Linked DNA regions of Mus musculus: region 2 is linked to region 1. Evidence: chromatin contacts called from public ChIA-PET data. All regions are on one chromosome and are shown on one strand. The core of a region is the stretch at or near the end of the contact, and the rest is flanking DNA. Distances in the headings are between cores, read along the strand shown. Region 1 holds the start of Immt (inner membrane protein, mitochondrial). Region 2 overlaps Immt (inner membrane protein, mitochondrial).

What was found. ChIA-PET counts read pairs in DNA pulled down with a chosen protein or histone mark.
Region 2: a contact with region 1 is called in an RNA polymerase II ChIA-PET map of effector CD8 T cells, with 177 read pairs. The contact joins the enhancer-like site here to the promoter of Immt in region 1. A contact is called at or near these places in 5 of 39 promoter capture datasets (embryonic stem cells, liver, macrophages and 1 more), 8 of 484 Hi-C or Micro-C datasets (the G1E-ER4 cell line, the HPC-7 cell line, cranial neural crest and 4 more), 6 of 115 datasets of contacts at active chromatin or transcription factors (the SCID.adh cell line, effector CD8 T cells, embryonic stem cells and 1 more) and 4 of 9 other capture datasets (adipose tissue, embryonic stem cells, liver and 1 more).

What each region holds. Positions count from the first base shown.
Region 1 is chr6:71,828,169-71,834,433 of GRCm38.p6, forward strand. It overlaps Immt (inner membrane protein, mitochondrial), which reads left to right and starts at 3,152. Exons shown (of 15, transcript NM_001253681.1): 1 at 3,152-3,347. The coding sequence starts at 3,303.
Region 2 is chr6:71,869,142-71,875,406 of GRCm38.p6, forward strand. It overlaps Immt (inner membrane protein, mitochondrial), which reads left to right. Exons shown (of 15, transcript NM_001253681.1): 13 at 2,286-2,417; 14 at 3,653-3,782; 15 at 5,176-6,125. The coding sequence ends at 5,789. It also overlaps the pseudogene Gm17825. Among named protein-coding and RNA genes, the nearest start is that of Snord94, 10 kb to the right of the region's middle. Within about 2 kb of position 2,485, at least 14 of the 459 cell types and tissues checked have an H3K27ac peak or open chromatin away from gene starts, as enhancers often do. A contact at or near this core is called in effector CD8 T cells, where this site is marked.

The DNA of each region.
Region 1 (6,265 bases), core at 1,902-4,401:
TGAACTCTGGACTTCTGCAAGAGCAGTACATGCTCTTTTTTTTTTTTTTTAAGATTTATTTGTTCATTTTATGCCTATGAGTAAACTGTCAGTGTCTCTAGACGCACAGAAGGGGGCATCACATTCCATTACAGATGGTTGTGAACCCCCATGTGGTTGCTGGGAATTGAACTCAGGACCTCTGGAAGAGCAGTCAGTGATCTTAACCTCTGAGCCATCTCTCCAGCCTAGTACATGCTCTTGACACTGAGCAATTCTGCATCTCCCCTCATCCCCCTTATCTTTCTTTCTCATACAACCAAAGACCACCTGTCCAGAGGTGGCACCATCTGTAATGGGCTGAGCCTTGCCACATTAATCATTAGTAAAGAGAATGGGGGGCTGGAGAGATGGCTCAGTGGTTAAGAGCACTGACTGCTCTTCCAGAGGTCCTGAGTTCAATTCCCAGCAACCACATGGTGGCTCACAACCATCTGTTGTGAGATGAGATCTGATGCCACCTTCTGGTGTGTCTGAAAACAGCTACAGTGTACTCACATACATTAAAATAAATAAATAAATAAATAAACAAACAAACATTTAAAAAAAGAGAGAGAATGCCCCCCCCAGACATGCCAACAGGTCAGTCTGATAGAAGTAATTACTCAATTGAGTTTCACTCTTCCCAGGTGACTCTACTTTGTGTCAAGTTGATAAAAATTAGCCATCACAGCTCTTACCTAATGAGCCATTTCTATTCCCTCTCCTTTTTTAAGGCAAGGTTTCTCAAATATTCTCAAGTTCACAGACTGTAGACTGGATGCCCAGGGATCTGTCTTAATTTCCAAGCAAAAGAGTTACAAACAAGTGCCATCACAACTATCTTTCTTTCTTTCTTTCTTTCTTTTTTTTTAAGATTTAACCTTTTCGGGGGGGGGGCTAGGGAGCGGGGTGGGGAGGGTATAAGGGACTTTTGGGACATTTGAATTGTAAATGAAGAAAATATCTAATAAAATTTGTTTAAATAAAAAAAGATTTATTTTTTTGAATGGGTGTTTTGCCTGCACATGTATCTGCACCATGTGCATGCATAGACTACAGAGGTCAAAACAGGGCACTGGATCACCTGGAACTGGAGTTACAGATGTTTGCAAGCCATGGTGTGGGGGGTGGTCGTGGTGTGTTGTACACAGGACACTCAACCTTGGTCTCTGAGGGAGTGGCCAATGCCCTCTCCAGATCCATAAAGATCTTTTAAAAGATCTTTCTTTCTCAAACTATATACAACACATTAGTGAAGGTACCGCAGAATCTCCTGGGGCTGCAGTTAAAGGTTATGAGCTGCCTGAGGTGGGTGCTGGGAACCGAACTCAGATGCCCTGCACACCTGCACCCAGATCCAGCTTTGCTGTTTTTGTTTTCCAAGACAGGGTTTCTCTGTGTAGCCTTCACTGTCCTGGAACTCACTTTGTAGACCAGGCTGGCCTCGAACTCAGAAATCCGCCTTCCTCTGCCTCCCAAGTGCTGGGATTAAAGGCATGCGCCACCAATGCCCGGCTTAAGATTTATTTTTATAAATCATGTCTGTGTCTGTATCTGGAGGGCTCTCTGATAATTTATAGGAAGTTGTAAGCTGCCTGATATTGGGGCTGTGAACTGAATCTGGGTCCTCTACAAGAATAATATATGCTCTTAGACATTGAACCATTTCTCCAGCCCTGAAGAATGAGATCTTAAAGCCAAGGAGACTGTCTGTAGTACAAGGTCCGAAGTGTAGTACAAAAGCAGCCCCGGGTCAACAGTGTGCGAGACGTTATCACGCTGGCAAGAACCAGAGCAGCGGTGAACAGGGATGGAGCCAGACTGCTAGATTTACTAAGAAAATGGGAGGACTGGAGGCTGTCGAATGATGACATGACAAAGATCGACAAGTACATTACTGAAGTGCTCTGAAAAGCTTGGCATGTATAGAACGTAGATAATATAGAACATAAACACATTTTTGATATTTTTCAAATCTTTCCTGTTTTTTGTTTGAAATTTATGTAGTCCAATCCTGCAACAGCCTCCCAAGTGCTGTCATTTACAGTGTGACCACAACACTGGACTTCATTTATTTTATAAATGAAAATAAAAGTGCAGCTTTTTTTTATCTGTATCGTATCATAACAAATCACCTACTTATGGCTTGTAAGTATTTTGCAAACAGATTTGTTGTTTTGTGGTTTTCAAGACAGGGTCTCAATATATTCAGCTGGCTGTCCTGGAACTCTGTAGATCAAGCTGGCCTTGAACTCAAAAGATATCTGCCTACCTCTACCTCTCTAGCGCTGGGATTAAAAGCATGCACGACTAGGTCCAGCCTCCAACAGATTTTGAAAATTATTTTTCTATGTTATTATGGTAAGAGAACCACATAATCATAGTGGAATTTACATAGAATATTAACGACAGTCAATTTTTAACACATTGTTAAACTCAGAACGCTTGGAAGAGTCTTCCAAACCGTCCCCAAAACTGCGACCGAAATCATCTTTATAAAATAAAAGTGGCAAAAAAAAAAAAAAAAAAAAAAAAAAAGCGGTGTGACTTAAGTAAAAACCTGAACTTAGAATTTGGGTTCCTATCCGTTCTCTACTATTTAAAGACACCGGAAACACATTCTGCCCCAGGATGCCTTCAGCACATTCGCTTATTCTTCAGCAACCCTTTGGAAAAGAAAAAAAAAAAAAAAAAAAAAAAAAAAAAACCAAAAAAAAAAAAAAAACCCTGTAGGCATACGTGTGCCTCAGCTCCATAAAGAAGTCAGCGGACAACTAATTGGAATCGATTCTATTGCCACCAGAGAGGTCGCAAATTTCAGGTCGTCAGGACTGGGAGCAGGCGTCCCTACCGGATCCACCTCCCCATCCCTTTAATTCTAAGAGTCTAATTCTAATTTAATTCACCAACGCTTTAATTCTAAGAGTCACAGTCGAACTTTACACAGCACTCTCCGGCCAGTTCACCTAGTAACCCGGTCATCTGCAGACAAACTAGCGCCCAAGCGCGACCCGGAAGGAGAACCTGCCCTTCCGCCTCCTAGTCGCCAATCACCGCTTTACTCCCCTTTTCGCAGCCGGGGTGAGTCCCACCCTCAGGGAGCCGCCTCGGCTGTAGCAGGGGAGGAGGCGGCGCGTGCGCAGTGGTGCCGGTGGCCCTTCCGGTGCGCCGGACGCAGCTAGGCTGTACAGACGCGGGCACGCACACCAGCACGCACGCCCTCCTCTCGTGCGGCCGCGGTCGTTCCCGCGTCCACCAGCAGCGCTGTCGCTTCGGCAGAAATGCTGCGGGCCTGTCAGTTATCCGGCGTGACCGTCGCGGCCCAGGTGAGCGTGGGGTCTCTCCGAAGGGGCGCGTGGTCACGCTGACTGCGGACTGCCAACGGACAACGTGAGAGGCATCCATGATGCGCACCCCCCCCAGGCAGAGCCACCCCTAGTGCGGGGAACCGAGGCAGTCCTCTAGGGCGGCCGCTGGACTGGAATGACTCGAGGGTTATTGCTGAAGAAGCGGGCTGGGGTGTGGAGCGCGGGGAGGCGGGTGTGCCGCTGAGGCGTGGCTTCAGGGACCTGGTATCCAATCAGTACCTCCTTATCTCAGTCTCGGACCAATCCTGGCTGCTGGCGTCTGGGCCGCCGGTTGGGCACGTGATAGGTTTCCAATCGTGAAGGTCGGCGCGGGAGAACTACAGTTCCCAGCAGGGATTGCTTCTCAGGGCTTGTTGCATCTTTAATAAGCAGGTTCCTGGACTGGTGGAGAGCCTAGGGGTCAAAGTTGCTGTTAATCTGGGAGTGGGTTCCTTTTGTTTCCGTAGCCGAGAGCGCCTTTGAGCTAGTCTTATAGTAAAAGGTGAAAGATTTTTCATTTCTCGAGCTTAAACTTCTGGTGCTGAAGGAGGACAGAAGTCATGACCTTGTGCTTATTTCTGAGATTAGCTTGGGGATCAGTGTCTCTAAGCACTGGAACCATGTCTGACATTCAGGTATCTTAGGCGCCCTGTTTTGTCTCTCTTTAATTTTTCATAACTGTCAGTATAACTTTCTACAGTTGAAAATAAAAACCCCATTTCCATTACTCAGAAGTTTTAGAAAACTAACACTTGAAAGGTTATGAGGAACATGCTGCAACTTGAGCAGTAATTGGATAAAGTTTCGAGACAGGGTCATCCTGAGATGATTGAAGTTAAGCAGTTTTGTTCTTTATTTTTGCTTTACTGTTTGTCCTTCAGCCTCTTGCATAGGGAAGTGAGCCCCGTATTAGTTTTCTGTTGGTATTTATCCAACAGCACACATTAAGCAGCCTGTAACTACACCCTCATTGATTATCTTCCAGTTTTTGTAGTAGTCTGGACATTAGTGTTGTGGAGTCTCAGCTTAGAGTCATGCAAGGCTTTGTTGAGAAGTATTAGCTGTGCTTTGATTCTCATTTGTAGATAGTACTTTTTACTTCCTCCAAATTCATAATTAGCTAAATCCAGCCCCTTCAGGTGTTGCACTAAAGTCCATGTTCTCTCCTGTGTCTTGCAGGTGGCTGCTCTCAGCTTTTAGAACCTTCTAACAATTTCTTGCCACAAGGCACTTACAGGCCATTCCTAACACCAAACACGAAACACAACACATTTAGTATTACCATGTGCTTCTTTCTGTCTTTACTTCAACATCTCTTCTCTCATTGATTTATTTACTAGACTAGCCCTACCTGAGTAACTTCCCTAATTCAGATTTCTTTTTGGGGAGCTCAGTTAGAGACTAAAACATGAATGGTATTCTAGCTCTCAACAAACATTTTAAAGTTCCCTGAAGTCACTGTCAACAAATTCATAGGTTTATTGTCATTACCTCTTCATTCATTCTGTAGCATTTGATATTGCTGCTTATTTGTGTGTGTGTCTATCTGTCTGTCTGAGAGAGAGAGAGTGAGAGAGAGTGTGTGTGTGTGTGAATGAATGAATATGTGTACATGTACACACCTATGGAGGCCAGAAGAGGATACTGTATCCCCCAGTGCTAAGGTTAATCAGTGGTTGTAGACTCCCTGACACTGATACTGAACTCAGGTCCTCTGGAAGAACATTAAATATAAGTGAGCTTTTCCATTTATGGCCCTGTTCCTGTGTAATGACTTGGGAGGCTTATTATTCATGAATAAATGCCTAGGTCTTAAGCAGGGCTTGTCCCCTGACTAGTTAGTATCTTATATGTCTCATTTATACTATTCTATGTCTGCGGCCTGGCTGGTTACCTCTCCTCGGTTTCATACCCAGTCCAGGTTGTGAATCTTCTGTGATTATTTTCCTGAGTGTTCTCATTCTCTCTCTTTCTTTCTTTCTTTCTTTCTTTCTTTCTTTCTCTCTCTCTCTCTTTCTCCCACCTCCCTTCCTCCCCTTCTGTCTCTCCCTCTCTCCCCTTCTTCCTCCTCTCAATTTTGCATTTATGTTTTTACATTCAATTTTGTTTTGTTTTTTCCAGAGCTGAGGACTGAACCCAGGGCCTTGTGCTTGCTAGGCAAGTGCTCTACCACTGAGCTAAATCCCCAACCCCTCAAATTTGTTTTTTATCAACTTACCAAATGATTCCAGTTTTTGGCAAATTTCATCTGCTTTCATGTCTTGCCTTTTTACCTTTCTCTTCAAATAAGTTCTTTAATTGCTACTAAAGGACTTTTAAAAAGCAAACATGTAACATCATGCTCTTCATTGACATTCCATCATGTTCAGAATAACGTCTAGGCTCTTTCCACACTCACCAGGCCCACATCTTGTTTTCTATTCTGCCTCCCCTCACTGTCTTTTACAGTAGTACCTCCAGCAAGATAACTCACTGGTGGTTTTTTTTGTTTTATTTTTGTTTTGTTTTCTCTGACTTCTTCACAGGTCTTTGCTCATCCCTTTATGCAGGGTCTTTCTTAACCCCCCTTCCTTTCAGAGTGGCCTTTCTTTTCTAAAGTGGACTAGGAACTGCTCTTCTCTATATACATCACTCCCACTTTACACCTATGTATTTGTGCATCTTAGCACTACCTAACATGTGTATTTGTTTTAAGTTTCCTGTATTTAAAGTAAGTTCCAAGTTAAGTGTGGTGTTGCATACCTGCATACCTACCACTCCACAGGCAGGGAACTCCAGCCAGGTCTCTAGTTACAATTTGGGTTAGCCAGGGCAATGACTTGCATGCTTCTGTCCCACAAAAGTCCATAAACTCCACAACTAGCTTGTTCCTGTGTCGTTTGCTGCTATATTTCCAG
Region 2 (6,265 bases), core at 1,235-3,734, 40 kb after region 1:
TTGGCGTGGCTATGTTTTTGGTTTTGATAATTTTGTAATTATATTTATATACAGAAAACTTAGTGTGCATTTAACCAAATTTAGTGGTGAGTTCTTTAGCCTTTTGCCTTTTCCAGCTTGGCAAAGCGAGCCTCAGACTTAGGACCCAGGACGTTGCCTCCCCAGTGGCGATGGATCTCATCATATCTGTCATTAAAATTGGTCCTAATAGCTTCCACCAGCTTAGCCAGAGCACCCTTGTCTTCCGAGTTAACCTGTGTAAAGGCAACAGTGGTGCATGTCTTCCTGTGGACCAGGCACCCCAGCCTGGCCTTTCCCTTGATGATGCAGTAGGGCGCCCCCATCTTTCGACACAGGGCAGGCAGGAAAACCACCAGCTCATTGGGGTCTACGTCATGGGCAATCACCACCAGCTGAGCCTTCTTATTCTCCACCAAGGTGGTGACTGGGTTGACTCCTGCTCTTGAGGACAGGTGGTCTCTTAGTCGGGACATCCCCTTTTGCCAGCAGCTTTCTTCTCAGCACAGGCCTTTGCTTCTTCTCTTGCTTTGTCTCTGACCTCTACTTGTGGGCAAGCTTAAGCAGCTGAGTAGCTGTCTGCCTGTCCAGGGCCTGGGTGAACTGGTTAATGGCAGGAGGTACTTTGGACCGCTTATAGAGGATGGCTCTTTGCTGCTGCAGCCTGATGAAGTGGGGCCATTTGATGAAGTGTGTTAGATCTCTTTGGGGCTGGATGTCCTGCCCAATGCCGAAGTTCTTGGGCCTTTCCTCAAACAAAGGATTGACCCCCTTTTTGGCCTCCTGTTTCTTGCCAGTAAGAGCTGAGGCCACCTTCTTCCCCTTGGTCTTCTTTCCTTTGGGCATCTTGCTTGGCTGATGGAGAGAGCTTTTGGTGGCTATTTTTTTTATCAGAGACTCTTACATTCAGTCTGCATCCACAGTTAATTCCTGTTTTTTTTTTTTTCTTTTCTTTTTTTTGCCTATCTTAATCCAATAGTTTCTCAGGTTCTTGCTGTGTAACCAGGCTGGCTTAGAACTCCCAGCAGTCTCCTCGACTTTTGTTTATTTAAAAATGGCACCTTGTTACTTAGCTGTGACTGATAGGAACAAACGGTTATAGTGCTACCTTATCCTGAGTTCTGGGTTTTCAGTATAAGAGCATTAGTCCAGATTCTTAAACAACGCCCAAAGACTCTTAATGTTATACTTGCCTTCTGTAAGTTTGTCGTTTATTTATTTATTGAATCTTGTTTAGCTTTTGTTTTTGTTTTTCTTCTCTGTGCAGTGTCTTTTTGTATTTTTCACTGGGATGTTTGTGCTGTGTGCTTCCAACCTGGCTCTTCTCCTTAAACCTTAGTTCTACACTTGGACATCACTGTCTCAGCAACACCCCTCTTTCAGTTTTAAGCAGCATGTATGGGTCAGTTTCTGCTATATTGCTGTTTTCAGTGAAAGTGGGAGTTAGGTATTTAGGGTGGGCATCCTGCTCACATTCACTCTTGGAAACAAGTGTTCCTGCTTCAAGGATCTGTGTGTGCATTGTCTGAGCAGTCATGTATCCAAGAAGATAGTAGGTTCTGTCCAGCACGGGGCTGGTCTTAAATGGACTCATTGTTCTAAATCTGAGAAAAGATGAGTTTGTGTTCAAGGTAGTTTATGTTGATGTCTAGTATACCCGTGGTTAATTGCTGAGTGAAGCAGGACGGAGCATTTCCTAACTTGTTTTGACTGGCCCATGTTAAACTTAAACTCATGTGAAAATAAGCTGCTGGTTTCAAAGAAATGTGTTCAAGTGTACCTTTTGGGTACTAATTTTCACATTGATTTCTCTTAAGTTGGCACTGTCACCATGCAAAAAGGTGGGAACATGAACATGAGCAGTTATGGTTAAACAGGGTTTGCACCCAGCTTAGAACTAGCTAGGTTTCTTTGCTCTACATTTTGGAATAAGTTACTTCCTGTGTTATGTGTGATTCAGCAAATAATGGTGTTTGTTTCTGTGTTGGGGGCCACATGGCAGCATGATGGAAGGAAGCACAAGTTTGGAGGCCAGAGAGACCCATGTTTGAAGTAGGATTTCTGTGTAGCTATGTGACCTTGTTTCAGTTGCTTTTGGGTGTTTGGCTTTGTGGCTCTTGGAAAGCATGAGATAATCGTATAGACATGCCTGGCACATCAGTGGAGTTGAGCTGCTGCTACTGTTAGCTTCCTGACTAGTCTCTCCCGTTCCCTAAACGTGCATATGGACGTTTGAGAGCTGCCCATTGCTGCGCTTGGTTTCACAGGTAGAAGAAGTCAGAGATGCCATGGAGAATGAAATGCGGACCCAACTTCGACGGCAGGCAGCTGCCCACACTGATCATTTACGAGATGTCCTCAAGGTGCAGGAACAGGAACTGAAGTATGAATTTGAACAGGTGAGGACCTGTGCTCGGGCTTCCGCTCCTTCCTCCCCGGGGCCTCACACATGTTGCCTGTCCTGTACAGCTGCACCACATCCTTCCTTAGCCTTTCTCCTTCCTGTGCACTCTGAAGATAAGAATAAAGTGGTACCTAGCTTGGGTGAAATAGGCTTTTTGTTAGTTATAAATTACAGAACCAGTTCGTTTTACATCAGCCATGCTGTGTTCATGGTCAGGTATGTAGATCTGAAAATATGTGTGGGTTGCAATACAAAAATGTCTCATTTTTAAAAGATTTTTTATTTTCTCTATATAAATGCTTACTGCATATATGGGTGTATACTCTGTGCTTACCTAGTGCCTACAGAGGCTAGAAGAGGCAGATCCCCTAGAACTGGAGTCACTTTGTGAGTGCTCTAGGAAATGCTCTTACCTACTGAGCCACCTTTAGCCACCCCAAATTTCTTTTTAAAGATTGCAGTCTAAATGCTTAATTAAAAGCTTTTCTATGTTGTATCAGAAAATTCAGAAACTTATGGAACATGAGTCAGAGCCAGGCATGGTGATACACGCCTTTAATTTCAGTATTTGAGAGGCAGAGACAGATGGATCTCTGAGTTTACGGTCATCCCAGTCTATAGCGTAAGTTCCAAGACAGCCAGGCCTATACAGTGAAGCTCTGACTTGAAAAACCAATATGAGTTGATAAAAGTTTGAAACCTTATATACAACATTGCAGCTGTTTTGGTTTAACATTTATTTTACGTATATGAGTATTTTGCTTCCATGTATGGCAGTGAATTACATTAGTGCTTGGTGCTGGAGGAGGGCAGAAAAGGGCATTGGATCCCCTGGAGCGGGAGTTAGGATGATTTTAAGCTGCATCAAGACTGCTGGGAATTGAACCTGGGTCTGGGTCCTCTGCAAGAACAAGTGTTCTTCACCACAGAGCCATCTCTCCAGCCCCTTACAAGCAGCTCTTCTGAAGTTTTTATTTGTTTTAGATTGGTTCTTCCTGTGTAGTCCTGGCTGGCCTGGAACTTGCTGTAGACCAGACTGGCTTGGAACTCTCTTGCCTCTGCCTCCTGAGTGCTAGAATTAAAGGCGTGTCACCACACCTGGTTATAATTTGAGATATTAAAGGTTCCTTTTTTACTTCAAAGTTAGTAGTTTCTGGAAGACTAGCATGTAGTTAGGTGGCAAGCATGGTGGTAACATTAGATTTCTGTACACTGTCTGTTTTATTTCAGGGCCTGTCTGAGAAACTGTCTGAGCAAGAATTAGAGTTTCGTCGTCGCAGTCAAGAACAAATGGACAGCTTTACTCTGGACATAAATACTGCCTATGCCAGGTTGAGAGGGATTGAGCAGGCTGTTCAGAGTGAGCTCCCTTTCATACGCTATGGTCTGACCCTGTACAGTTTCTCAGGATACTTTCTTGTTAATAATGGGGGCATAGAGCCACTCCACTTTATGATGATACTCCATTCTTGAAGAGTTGGTCCCAGACTGGACAAGTTTAAGTATAGAGTTTTGAGAAGAAAATGGAAAAAAGAGGATCCAAAAAATTAAATTGTAATAACTTATAAATGACATAAGATCACCGTTTTCAAGGCATTTTCTCTCATGTATTGAAAGGTTATCTGGAGGTGTAGTGTACTGTTGTGATGGGAGTTACGGTGAGACCTGTGTATGCCACATTGAAAAGTGACCACACATTTCACAACAAGCACATTAATAAAATAAGGGGTTTCTTTTTTGTTTTTGTTTTTTTTTATATTGTCTTATGACAATAAAAGTAAGCACAATACTTATTGAACATCAAAGTCTATTTTAGTTCATTACATTTTTTTTGTTAAAATGCTTTCAAATAATTTTACCTTTTACATAATATGAGTATGTTGCCTGCATGTATATAAGTACACCACATGTCAGCCCAAGGAGGCCAGAAGAGGGTGTTGGATCCCCTGAGATTAGAGTCACAGACAGTTGTGAGCCACCATGTGGGTACTAGGGACTGAACCTGGATCCTTTGGAGGAGCAACCAGTGCTCTTAATCTCTGAGTCCTCTCTCTAACTCCTAGTTCATTGAGTTTTATTTGAAATCTTTGTGGTTTGGTTTTTTTCCTTGACACATTTCTGATGGCCTTAAAATTCTTGGCCCACAGCTGGGCAGTGGTATTGCATGCCTTCAATCCCAGAACTCAGGAGGCAGAAGCAGGCAGATCTCTTTTGAATTTGAGATCAACCTGATCTACAGAGTGAGCCAGGACTGTGAAGAACAACCATATCATTTGAGTGCCCCACCTCCAAACACTAAATATAAAAAATTGCCTGAATTAGACAGTGCCATGTGTAGTGCCAGATGCCTTTAATCCTAGCTCAGGAGGCAGAGATAGGCAGAGCCTGGTCTACATAGCCAGGGCTACATTACATAGTGAGACCCTTTTGCCAAACAAGATAGAAAACTGGCAAATGTGAATGGCGTTTGCATACTCTGGATTTCACAGGAAGGGAAGGGTACTTGGCTGTGGTGTGGACTTGCAGTCTCCCAGTTTTTAGTGTTAGTAGAATCAGGTCCTCATCAAACAGTGTCATCTCTTGTTAATTTGTGAAAAGACTGACTCTGGCCAAGTTAACAAGACCTGTTGGATGCAGTGTATTGAAGGTGCATCTGGTGTATGTGTTCGAGGAAGATAGAAAGTATCTTTCTTTGCTTTATATCATTTTATTATTATTATTTATTTAATTAATTAATTTATTTTTTATTGTAGGTCATGCAGTTGCTGAAGAAGAAGCCAGAAAAGCCCACCAGCTCTGGCTTTCAGTGGAGGCATTAAAGTACAGCATGAAGACCTCATCTGCAGAAATGCCTACCATCCCATTGGGGAGTGCAGTTGAGGCCATCAGAGTCAACTGTTCTGATAATGAATTTACCCAGGCTTTAACTGCAGCCATTCCTCCAGAGTCCCTGACCCGGGGGGTATACAGTGAAGAGACCCTAAGAGCCCGTTTCTATGCTGTTCAAAAACTAGCCCGAAGGGTAGCGATGATTGACGAAACCAGAAATAGCCTGTACCAATACTTCCTTTCCTACTTACAGTCCCTACTCCTGTTCCCGCCTAAGCAACTGAAGCCCCCGGCGGAGCTCTACCCTGAAGATATAAATACATTTAAATTGCTCTCATATGCCTCCTATTGTATTGAGCATGGTGACCTGGAGCTGGCAGCAAAGTTTGTCAATCAGCTCAAAGGGGAGTCCAGAAGAGTGGCACAGGACTGGCTGAAGGAGGCCCGAATGACCCTAGAAACTAAGCAGATAGTGGAGATCCTGACTGCATACGCCAGCGCCGTAGGAATAGGAACCACTCAAGTGCAGCAAGAGTAAGGCCTAGGAAGAGTTGTGTAATGTCATATTTCATATCAAAGAAAATCAGCATTGGTATCTGCAGGGTTTGCAACAAGGGTCCCAGAATTGTCCAGAAGTGAGCAGGTTCCAAGTCCTGTGTGAGATGTTAACACCTGTTGCATTTACCGTCCTTACACTGCTATCATGCCAATGAACTCCAGGAGGCTTTATTTGCAACTTGTGTAACACTTCCTGTTTTTTAGGTTTTACTGATCAGGCTTGTGAGCCACTCAAAATAATGTTTGTGATCCCTACTATTGATTCTGCCCTTGGAGCAAACTGAATAAAGCAACACAATGAAAACTGAGTACTCTATCCCTTTTCAAAGCTGCCATTTCCAGTTTGTTGTGTGAGCAGGAAGCTTCCTTGAGAAGCAGCATCAGTGGTAGGAACTTGTGGCCACAGTTTGGGTCTGTGAGCTGGGTAACCTGAATGAAGTCCAGGACCTGCTGCTT